Regions from separate parts of the Mus musculus genome. Here regions 1 and 2 are each linked to region 3. Evidence: chromatin contacts called from public HiCAR-type and Micro-C data. All regions are on one chromosome and are shown on one strand. The core of a region is the stretch at or near the end of the contact, and the rest is flanking DNA. Distances in the headings are between cores, read along the strand shown.

Region 1 (2,809 bases), core at 219-2,718, 520 kb before region 3:
AGGTCAAAGGGACTGGGAACCACTTCTAGAGGGGAGTGCTCAAACAGGTTGCCCTAATGCTTGCTGGCTCCCGGATGTTAAACCTCTCTGAGCCTCCACTGTCCAGCGTCTTCAAGAAAGACCCACTGTGGCAAGCTGAAGGGATCAATCAACACGCGAAATTGACGAAAGCCTGGCCTCGTCCCCGAGGAAGTCACTAGAAATTGACACATTGGGAAAACGTACAAATTTGGAGCTAAGATTTGCTGGGTTCCTCCACAGCGCTGAGCTGGGGGGTGGGGGTGGGGGGGGGGTTCCCAATCTGGCAGGAGGCTGCCGCTGGCCATTTCGCAGGGACCTCCAGGCCCCAACATCTGTCCCTAGGACCCGGGCACCTCCCAAGCGCAAGGTTAAAAGGGTCTTCAAATCGTTGGGAAGCCTTTTAACGCATTTACAAGTTGGTCAGTGGGCATTCGAGGAGCCCTGTGACATCAGGAGCGGAGGCGCACTAGGCTCCGGAGCAGGCACCATAGGGAACCCGGGAGGATCTGGGAGGCTTCCAGACCCCACAGTGAAGAAGTCTGGGGAGGCCCCAGGGCCGAACCACTAGGTCAGGTGGGCAGCAGGGAGGGCCCGCGGGCGCCAAGTACAGCCTGGCGGACAAAGGGGTGCAGGCTGAGCCCGAGCAAGCGGCGGGGCAGCCGGGAAATGGAGCCACGTGCCTGGCGGGAGAAGGCGAAAAAGCCTCCCCAACACTTGTTTTCTCAACCCCGCGAGTAAACCGCCCTCCGCTCGGCTCCAGGAGCGGGGTGGGGAAATGCGTCCGTGTTTTTAAGTTTTCTGGAACTTTTCCAGAGAAACGGGCACGCTGGTGGGAAAGGGGTGCCACGGCGGCCACCCGCTCCGCTAGGAAATCGCAGGGCGATTAGCACTTGAATGGGGAGGGCGGCTGCCCGGCGTGAAACTGCGTCCAAGCGACCGATCGCGGTCCCGGGGCCCCGTGGTTCGGTTCCCGACCCGTCCAGCTCCCCGCCCCAGGCCCGCCGTGCTGGGCCCCACAGCTATGCGCTCGGGAACGGCGGGAGGAGCGCTGCGGGAGGACGGAGACCCGTTGCAGGCCGAGCCTGGGCCCCCGCACACGTCCCGGTGGCGCTGCTCGGGTGCACTGGGCCTCCCGGCCCCGAGGCCCTGCCCGGCCGCCCCGAGGCTACGCCGCGGCCCCACAGGCCCCGCCGCCCTCGCCTGCCCCGCCCGCCAACCGCCAACCGCCGCGGCACGAGTGCCGGGCGCCGCGCGGACTCACCGGGGCCGGCTCCCGAGTACATGGTGGCGTTGCCGAGGGCCGCGGCCGAGGGCCGGCCGCGCGCTCCACGGGCCCCGACGCCGCGAGCCGCGAGGAGCCGCCGGCCGCTCGATCCGCCCCGGCGCGGCCGCCTCGCAGAACAGGTTTACCCGACGCGGCCGGGGCGGCGGGCGGAGGCGGCGGGAGCGGAGGGGGAGGGGAGCGGGAGGAGGGAGGGGAGGAGGAGGGGCGAGAGGGACGACGAGGGAGGGGACGGCGGGGAGGGAGGGAAGGAGGGGACAGCGGGGAGGGAGGAGGCGGGGAGGAGGGAAGGTGGCAGGGAGAGAGGGGGGCAGGGGAGGAGGCTGGAGGCGGCGCGCGCCGGCGGGATGGGGGGGGGGGGACTCGCTGTGGCGGCCCCCCGCGTGCTTGCCCTGAATGAGGGACCCCAGAAGCGACCCAGGGCACGCGAGCCGAGACCTTCCCTGCGGCCGAGCGAGGCGACGTCTGGTTTCCGGGCGCGGCCAGCCCGGCACTGCGACCAGAGTCGGAGTCCTCCCGCGCCGAGTGGCAGAGCCTCGGCCGCGTCCCGCCACGCACCCGCCCCTGCACCTCGGCCTGGCTCTTTAAGTTATTAACGAAACGGCGACGGGAAGCTAGCTCCCCACCCAGAGCTTGAACTTGGACGCGGCCAGACCCGTGCGCGTGACCACACCGCCACCTCCCGGCGCGACTCCACAACCTAGATAATCCTAGCAAAGCACCAAGGAAGCCCAGCAAGTTCAGGATTAAATTTTATCAGCTGTCAGGGAGCAGATCTGGTCGGGGCTTCCCGCTTTCTGGCCTCCGAGCCCCCAAGTTCTGCTCTGAGGCCTGCTAGACCAGCATGCTCTGTGCACGTATGTCCCTTCTTCACTTGTTGCTGGCGTGTGCTCCTAGTCCTGTCCAGCTGCCTCTGGAACCTTTCTATAGAAGAGGCGGGTGTGTCAGCTCCTGCCTCGCCCTGCAGGCTTTGCAATGTCTTCAAAGCCCATACTGAGAACCCAGGCCAAAGACAAACAGGGTCCTACTGCAGGGACCCCAGGATCGGGGTAGGCTCCATATTCTGTGTAGTGCTCAAAGATAGTCCCAGGAACAAGAAAAGCAGCTCTCCTTCCAATAAAGGAGGAGGAGGAGGAAACTAGACACAGCATTGCAGGGCTGCCATTCCAGCTAGCCAGAAGTCGAGGGAGGCGGATGGCAACCGTAAATCTAGTCTAGGATACATAGAAGAAAGACTTGCCCCCACCCCTCTCCCAAGTGATTGACACAAATGGGTAATCAATCATACCTAGCCCTTGCGGTACCAATACTTTGGTACTTTAGGGATGGAGACAGGATTTGCTGAACTCAGGAGTCATCTTGGCTCAGAACCAGTCAGGGTAACACAGAACTAATGGGGATGCGGTGAGGTGGGGGGGGGGGGGAGGTGGTGTTCGGCGGGAGGCGGTGTTAGACTTCACTCAGCAGTGGAGCACTGACGTTGGGTCTGCTCCCAGCACTGACATC
Region 2 (2,940 bases), core at 141-2,640, 820 kb after region 3:
CCTTGGTCCCCCGTGGGGACGTCTGCTTGAGGGACGGCGTAGCTGGTGGCCCTGAGAACTGCCTCACCAGCCTGACCCAGGACCGGGGTGGGCACGGCTCAGCAGGTGAGTGGAATCCAGAGAACCTTGTACAGTTCTGCAGCAGATGAAATGAGAGCGTGAGGGAGAGTGCAGTCCCCGAGGCTGGGGTCTGTTCGGGGCAACTCTTTTGTCATCCGGGTTGAGAGACCATGTGTAGAATTCAAATTGCCAATGGCTCTTCGTTCCCAGGATAGAAAGCCCAGCCCACATAGGGCGTGGCATGTGAGTGAGGGAGGGAAGAAAGGATCCGTAGCCAGTTTCCTCAAGCCACTTCCTCGGTTTAAATCTTCCACATGGGAGCACACTAATCTTCAACAACGACATTTTCCAGCATCCCTAGGGTACAGTACCTGGTGTCTGGGGACTAAAGTGGAGGTCAGCACCTCCCCAGGGTGGCGCATGGGAGCACGCATAGACAGAGTACTCACAGGGCTGTTGCCAGGAGGTAAGGTTTTGGGGCTCAGTGTAGCATGTCTATAGCAGCTGCCACTGAGGTGTGATAGTGAGAGCAGGGACACAATGCCATCCTTGGCCAGTGACCACAGGAAGAAGACACACTACCCAACAGTATGTAGCCATCCCAGGCAGAACCAGGGTATCAAGGACACCCAGAAACCCAGTGTTGAGAAAACCATTACCTTTACTCATGGGCTGGAGACCTGAGGACAATGGCCTCAGGATGGCAGGGTCCAGGCCTGATGGGGATGCAAGGGGTTGATGACTGGTCATGGTGCTAACAGTGTATCTTTATGAGTGTCGTATCTGTAACAAGAGGTAGGCCCTGCCTGCTGTGTGACCTGGAGGATAGCAGAGGTAGGGCTGTCCAAGATTTGAGCTGGAGAAACGAGCTGAGTCAACATCAAGGGGACATTGGGGAATAGGAAGACAAGTCTATTCATTGATGGTGTGTAGGGCCAAGGCAAGGCCTGACTGAGAACCTGATGCCAGGAGATCTAGAGTGAAATGCTGACGCCCGTAGGGCATCCCTCAGCCTTAAGCGTTTCAGAGGCCACAAGGCCATTCAGGCTGCAAAGGAATTTTCTAACCCCAGGCACATTTCTGGTCAAGGCCCTATGACAGGTCCCAGGTCTGGATCTCTGTGAGACCTAGGCTGAGGCGACCTCTTCAGGGTCCTCAGACGAAATTCTGAACATTCTGTCATTGTGATGGGAAGAAAGGGTGGAGGACCAGCCTTCCTGCCGTTTAGGCTGGAGGTCATTGTGACCTTGACAAAGGCGGGTTTCATTGTGTGACAGGAATGGGAGTGAGACCAAAGGGAACCCTGGAAGAATAGAGAGATGGGGTGGGAAGATGCAGGAGGATGGGGCCAGCTGTCACAAGCAGACCTGGCCATGTACCATACTCTGCCACTCCCCATCATTTAACCACCGTGAGCATTGGTTCCTACATCTGCAAAACAATTCTTGGGGTTGCATCACCACTTGATTTTTATTTGTTTCTGACTGGGGCCACAGTCACACCCCCTGGGCAGCAGCCTGACCTCAGTGGAATACTGGGGCAGCTACTGTGCCAGGGAGCTGCTGGATGTTGCTCTAAACCCCTTGGCCCAGCTGCCAGCAGCCAAGGCCTTCAGGGCTGGCATGATAGATGCTGGAGGCACCAAATGGAGGTGCTTGTGTGCTATGGGGCCGGGGGCAGTGTGTAGCTGCATTTATTTCCTGAGGAATGAGTATGTGAATGCCTTTGCTGCGGGAGCCGTGAAGTGGCCAGGTTTCTCTGTGGAGTGTTTACATGACCTTGAGAACAGAAGGACTTTGGGAGGGCTTGGTGCAAAGGAGTGAGGTACCGGGACTCCTCACAGGAGCCTGGATGGGGAGGTGGCTGGTGTTGGCCTGGTCATTTGCAGTGGGAAGGAGGAGGGAGGAGGAGGAGGAGAGGTTTGGTGCAACTGATGGACTGTGGATAAAAGGGTGTGGAGGCAGGAAGAGCAAGCCTGGCCCCATCAGGAATGAGGACATCCATGTGGGACAGAGGAAGCAGGACTGCAGATGCAGCTTAAGGACGATTCTAAGGGCAGAGTAGAACTCGAGGCTGAGACGTGTGTGACCCAGGTCGTAGGGTATGTGAGCATAGCCCTGGCCCCTGGTGAATGTGTACAGGCCCAGGCTAGAACATCGGCCTTGGAACCCCACTTTGGAGTCTTGGGTCTGACCCTGGCTCACCTGTGTTTCTAGGCCAGCCCAGCCCCTCAGTTCTCCTCTCTGGGGGCCTGAGAATGCCTTCTTCTGTCTCTGTGAGGGTAAGAGTGGGGTGAAGCAGCCAATGGCGAAGGGTTGGTGTTCTTGTTTATTGCTAGGCCCACTCTGGGGACCTAGGAGCAGAGGCAGACAGAGGCAGGGGTGTGTTCAGGTTGAACTTGGGCAGTTTGAGCATCAGGTCAGTATATGGATTCTGACAGTGTTGGCAGGTAGTACTCAGAGGCAAGTGGGAGGAGGTGTGTGTGCATGAATGTACATATATGAATTGTACATGTGTGTATGGTAGGGTGTACTTTGTGCACACATATGTACATGCATACATATGTGTATGGTGGCTACACCCATATATGAATACATATATAGTGTATTTTGCACATATGTGTTCATGTAATCACATGTTCACATGTATAACACATGAAAACCCAGTGGGTATACCGGTTTGATTATTGTGTTTGCAGTGTCTTGCATTTATATATGTATACTCTCATGTATGTATGCCAGCATTGTGTGAGCCCACATATGTCTTTGTTTATTGCTAGGCAGACTCCTAGTAATACGCCAAAAAATTTGTATGTGTACATGTGTGAACATGTGGGTGTTTATGCAGCACATTGTAACTGTATATGTGTCTGTGGGTGTA
Region 3 (2,869 bases), core at 99-2,598:
ACCCCTACCCCCCAAACCCACTGGAAATGGGTCTGATGCACACACTCTCTAAAGCCAGCCCTTGAAAGCTGACTCAGGAAGAACACTGCAACCTAAGCTATGAAGACATCAAGCTAATAGAGTTTCAGGGCAGCCTGGGATGTAGATTGAGGCCTTACCACAAAACAAGCAACAAACAGGAAAGACCCCATAGCCAACCCCATCTCACACTATCTTGTACAGGTTTGAAGAAATCCCCTGAAGAATCCCAGGAGGAAGCACAGCTCCCTTTGTTCCCACCGTGCTTGCAGAAAGACCTACTCAGCAGACACACAGCCAGGCAACCCCCTGGCAGCCTGTTGCTCTGGGGCAGCACACAGAGGCAGGCAAAGGCAGGTAACCTCTGCGGGCTATGCTTTCCCTCCACCAGCCTCTGTCTCCGTCCTGCCTGAGGCTACCCAGCTGCTCCACAGCCTGCCCCCGCCAGCCACTCTGGCCACCAGCCAGTTCCCAGCCAGCCAGCCCCCTCGGGACCCTGCTCTACAGCCTTCTCACAGGGCAGCTACACCAGGGAAGCTCAGTCCGGAAGCATCAGCTTGGGGGTCCTGTTGCGGGCTGAGCAGAAAATCCAGCAATGGGCCTCAGTTTCCCCACTCCCAAAGAGGTAGAGGAAGGACCTGGACTAGGGCAGAGACCTTGAGCCAGGGGTGGGCAGATGTGGTTCCTTGTAGAGAAAGTGGATGCTTTTCCAAGCCTTGTCCCCTCCTGGTGCTAGTGGTTAGGGACCCAGAGCTCATCAAATGCTGTTTGCCTGGTCTGTGGGACCATCCCAAGTGCCTTCCTGGACAGGAGAGGAAACTGAGCCCTTGGCTTTGGACTCAGCAGCGGATGCGCAAGTGTGTGATCGGTTTCATGAATGAAATCCAGAGTGGGCAAGGTGGGTGAGGGTCACTGGGAGAATAGAGAGCAACCCCACGGGGCAGGGAGGGTGCCACTTCTGCCCCTCTCCCCTCCAAACTCTTTACATCTCTGCGACTGTCTCTGTGGCAGAGGGCTGTGAACTGGGCTTGCTTCTTGGTCCTGTTTCTCACCCCCTCTCTTCTTCCTAAGTCACCCAACTGGGCAATACGAATAGCCCGCTCTGTGCACAGGGGTGCAGGAGGCAGCAGTGCCTGGGGAACTCACCCGCTCTTGCCGCACCTTCCTCTGGGATGAGCCTGTCCCCTGAAGCTCTAGGTCTGTGGACCCACAGACAGTGCCTTCCCAGGGCCTGACGTCAGGCCAGCCAGCTGCTTTTGGACACAGGCAGAGGGGTGGGAGGGGTGGGGGCGGAGCGGTCTCCCTCCCAACCCCTGCTGGCCTGGCTGCCTAGAGGAAGGGGGGCGGGGTTGGGGTGGAGGGAGCCTGGGGGCGGGAGAGGGGTGGTGGTGGGGTCGGAGATACCACACCTTCCCTAGACAGAGGGGTGAGCCACAGCTGTTCGGACCAGGAAGAGTGGAGGGGGGCAGGGTTGGCTTCTGGCCCAAGGCTATGGGTTGTCTTAGAACAGCTCGGCCAGTTTCTGAGAAGAAAGATCTGCTGGGTGGGTCCCGTCCAGTCGCAGCAGCCAGGGGCTTAGGACATCCAGGCAGGTGTAACCACAGACAGCTGGCAGAGGATGGTCTCTGGTCAGCAAGGGCTGAATGTCTCTGGGGCTGAGGCTGTGCAGGGCTGTTTGCTCTGCCAGGAGTTCCCTCTAGCCCTCTGCTCTTCATGTCTGTCATCCACTTCAGTCATACCACAGTGCTTTCTCGAGCATCCACTCAACAGCCATTCTGACATCGATGACCAGGGAGGGCTGTGTGCAGGAGACCCCCCGGGCCCTCAGAGCTCACACTGGGTGTGAGAAACAGTAGAGGAAGAAGTGGGTGCCTAGTGACAGATCCAGCCAGCCCAGATGAGAAGTGAGGGCAGGGTTCCGGAGTGGATAGAGGGAGGTGCCACAGGACGGGGCTGCCTGGATGGGTAGAGGAAGGGGAAGCCATCTTGGTAGGGTCAGCTGCGTAGTCTGCAGAGCTATGAAGCTGGGAGGGAGTGGTCACTTGCACACAGAGTCTTAGCAGCCCTTAGAGGCTCCAGTGGTGGCTTTGATCCTAAGGGAACAGAAGGTTCTAGAAGAGGGGTGTAATCTCCCAGCCTTGGTCTCCACCCATCATAATATTCATAGAATCTTGTTGTATCTTTCCCACTGGGGCAAACTGAACCCTAGGCAGGAGCCCATGGCTTGCCAGACCACCTCCCCTAGGTCAGCAGCGACTTCTGGTCCTGGAGGGAAGGTTTTAGGCTTCTGTTAGGCTGCGGGGCTGAGGGCTAGGTAGGGCTTCAAAGTCACTGGCAGGCAAGTAAAGGGCTGGAGCTTGGAGGAGCTCACGTTTCACACGCTGCCCAGAGGTGGGTCCAGAAAGCCATGGTCCTTGCCTAGGGATCAGTGCCCACCCGTTCCTTCTACACTCAGCCAGTAGCTGAGACTTTCAATGCCTGGGATACGCGGTGCCTATAGCCTGGATGCATAGTTCCTATCCCTGCCCTGACTCCACGTTGGAACAACACAGGAAGGGCTGTGCTGGCTTTTACTCCTTCATGCCCTTCCACCTCCAGGAAGCACCTGGGTGGGTCCTGTCCTATCACTTGGCAGGGTATACAGACCTGAGGAGAAGGGTGGCGCTGAGGCTCAGGGGCCAGGGCAGTCCTGAGGCATAAGTCTACAGCCTCAGTGGGGCTCTTGGCTGCTGCTGTGCTTGCTGGACTATGTCCGAGGGGTGACAAGGTGCACAGGTCATAAGTGACAGGCCAGGTGCATGGGTGGGTGCAAGGGGAGGCTGGAGAACGGAGATGGCTGATGTGTGATGGA

The links. Hi-C and Micro-C count contacts between places; a contact is called where the count stands out from the background. HiCAR-type assays count read pairs that join an accessible place to other places.
Region 1: a contact with region 3 is called in a Micro-C map of embryonic stem cells, with 2.3 times the contacts expected there. The contact joins the promoter of Ago2 here to the promoter of Gpr20 in region 3. A contact is called at or near these places in 1 of 39 promoter capture datasets (pre-B cells), 1 of 484 Hi-C or Micro-C datasets (embryonic stem cells) and 1 of 115 datasets of contacts at active chromatin or transcription factors (bone marrow-derived macrophages).
Region 2: a contact with region 3 is called in a HiCAR-type map of embryonic stem cells, with 9 times the contacts expected there. The contact joins the enhancer-like site here to the promoter of Gpr20 in region 3. A contact is called at or near these places in 11 of 39 promoter capture datasets (the 3T3-L1 cell line, 3T3-L1-derived adipocytes, embryonic stem cells and 6 more), 1 of 15 datasets of contacts at CTCF or cohesin (large pre-B cells), 20 of 484 Hi-C or Micro-C datasets (the AML12 cell line, B cells, the HL-1 cell line and 14 more) and 8 of 115 datasets of contacts at active chromatin or transcription factors (embryonic basal ganglia, embryonic forebrain, embryonic hindbrain and 4 more).

Annotation. Positions count from the first base shown.
Region 1 is chr15:73,183,479-73,186,287 of GRCm38.p6, forward strand. It overlaps Ago2 (argonaute RISC catalytic subunit 2), which reads right to left and starts at 1,469. Exons shown (of 19, transcript NM_153178.4): 1 at 1,283-1,469. The coding sequence starts at 1,304.
Region 2 is chr15:74,529,836-74,532,775 of GRCm38.p6, forward strand. It overlaps Adgrb1 (adhesion G protein-coupled receptor B1), which reads left to right. Exons shown (of 31, transcript NM_174991.3): 2 at 1-105. Among named protein-coding and RNA genes, the nearest start is that of Adgrb1, 15 kb to the left of the region's middle. Within about 2 kb of position 1,391, at least 10 of the 459 cell types and tissues checked have an H3K27ac peak or open chromatin away from gene starts, as enhancers often do. A contact at or near this core is called in embryonic stem cells, where this site is marked.
Region 3 is chr15:73,706,157-73,709,025 of GRCm38.p6, forward strand. It overlaps Gpr20 (G protein-coupled receptor 20), which reads right to left and starts at 1,349. Exons shown (of 2, transcript NM_173365.2): 1 at 1,165-1,349.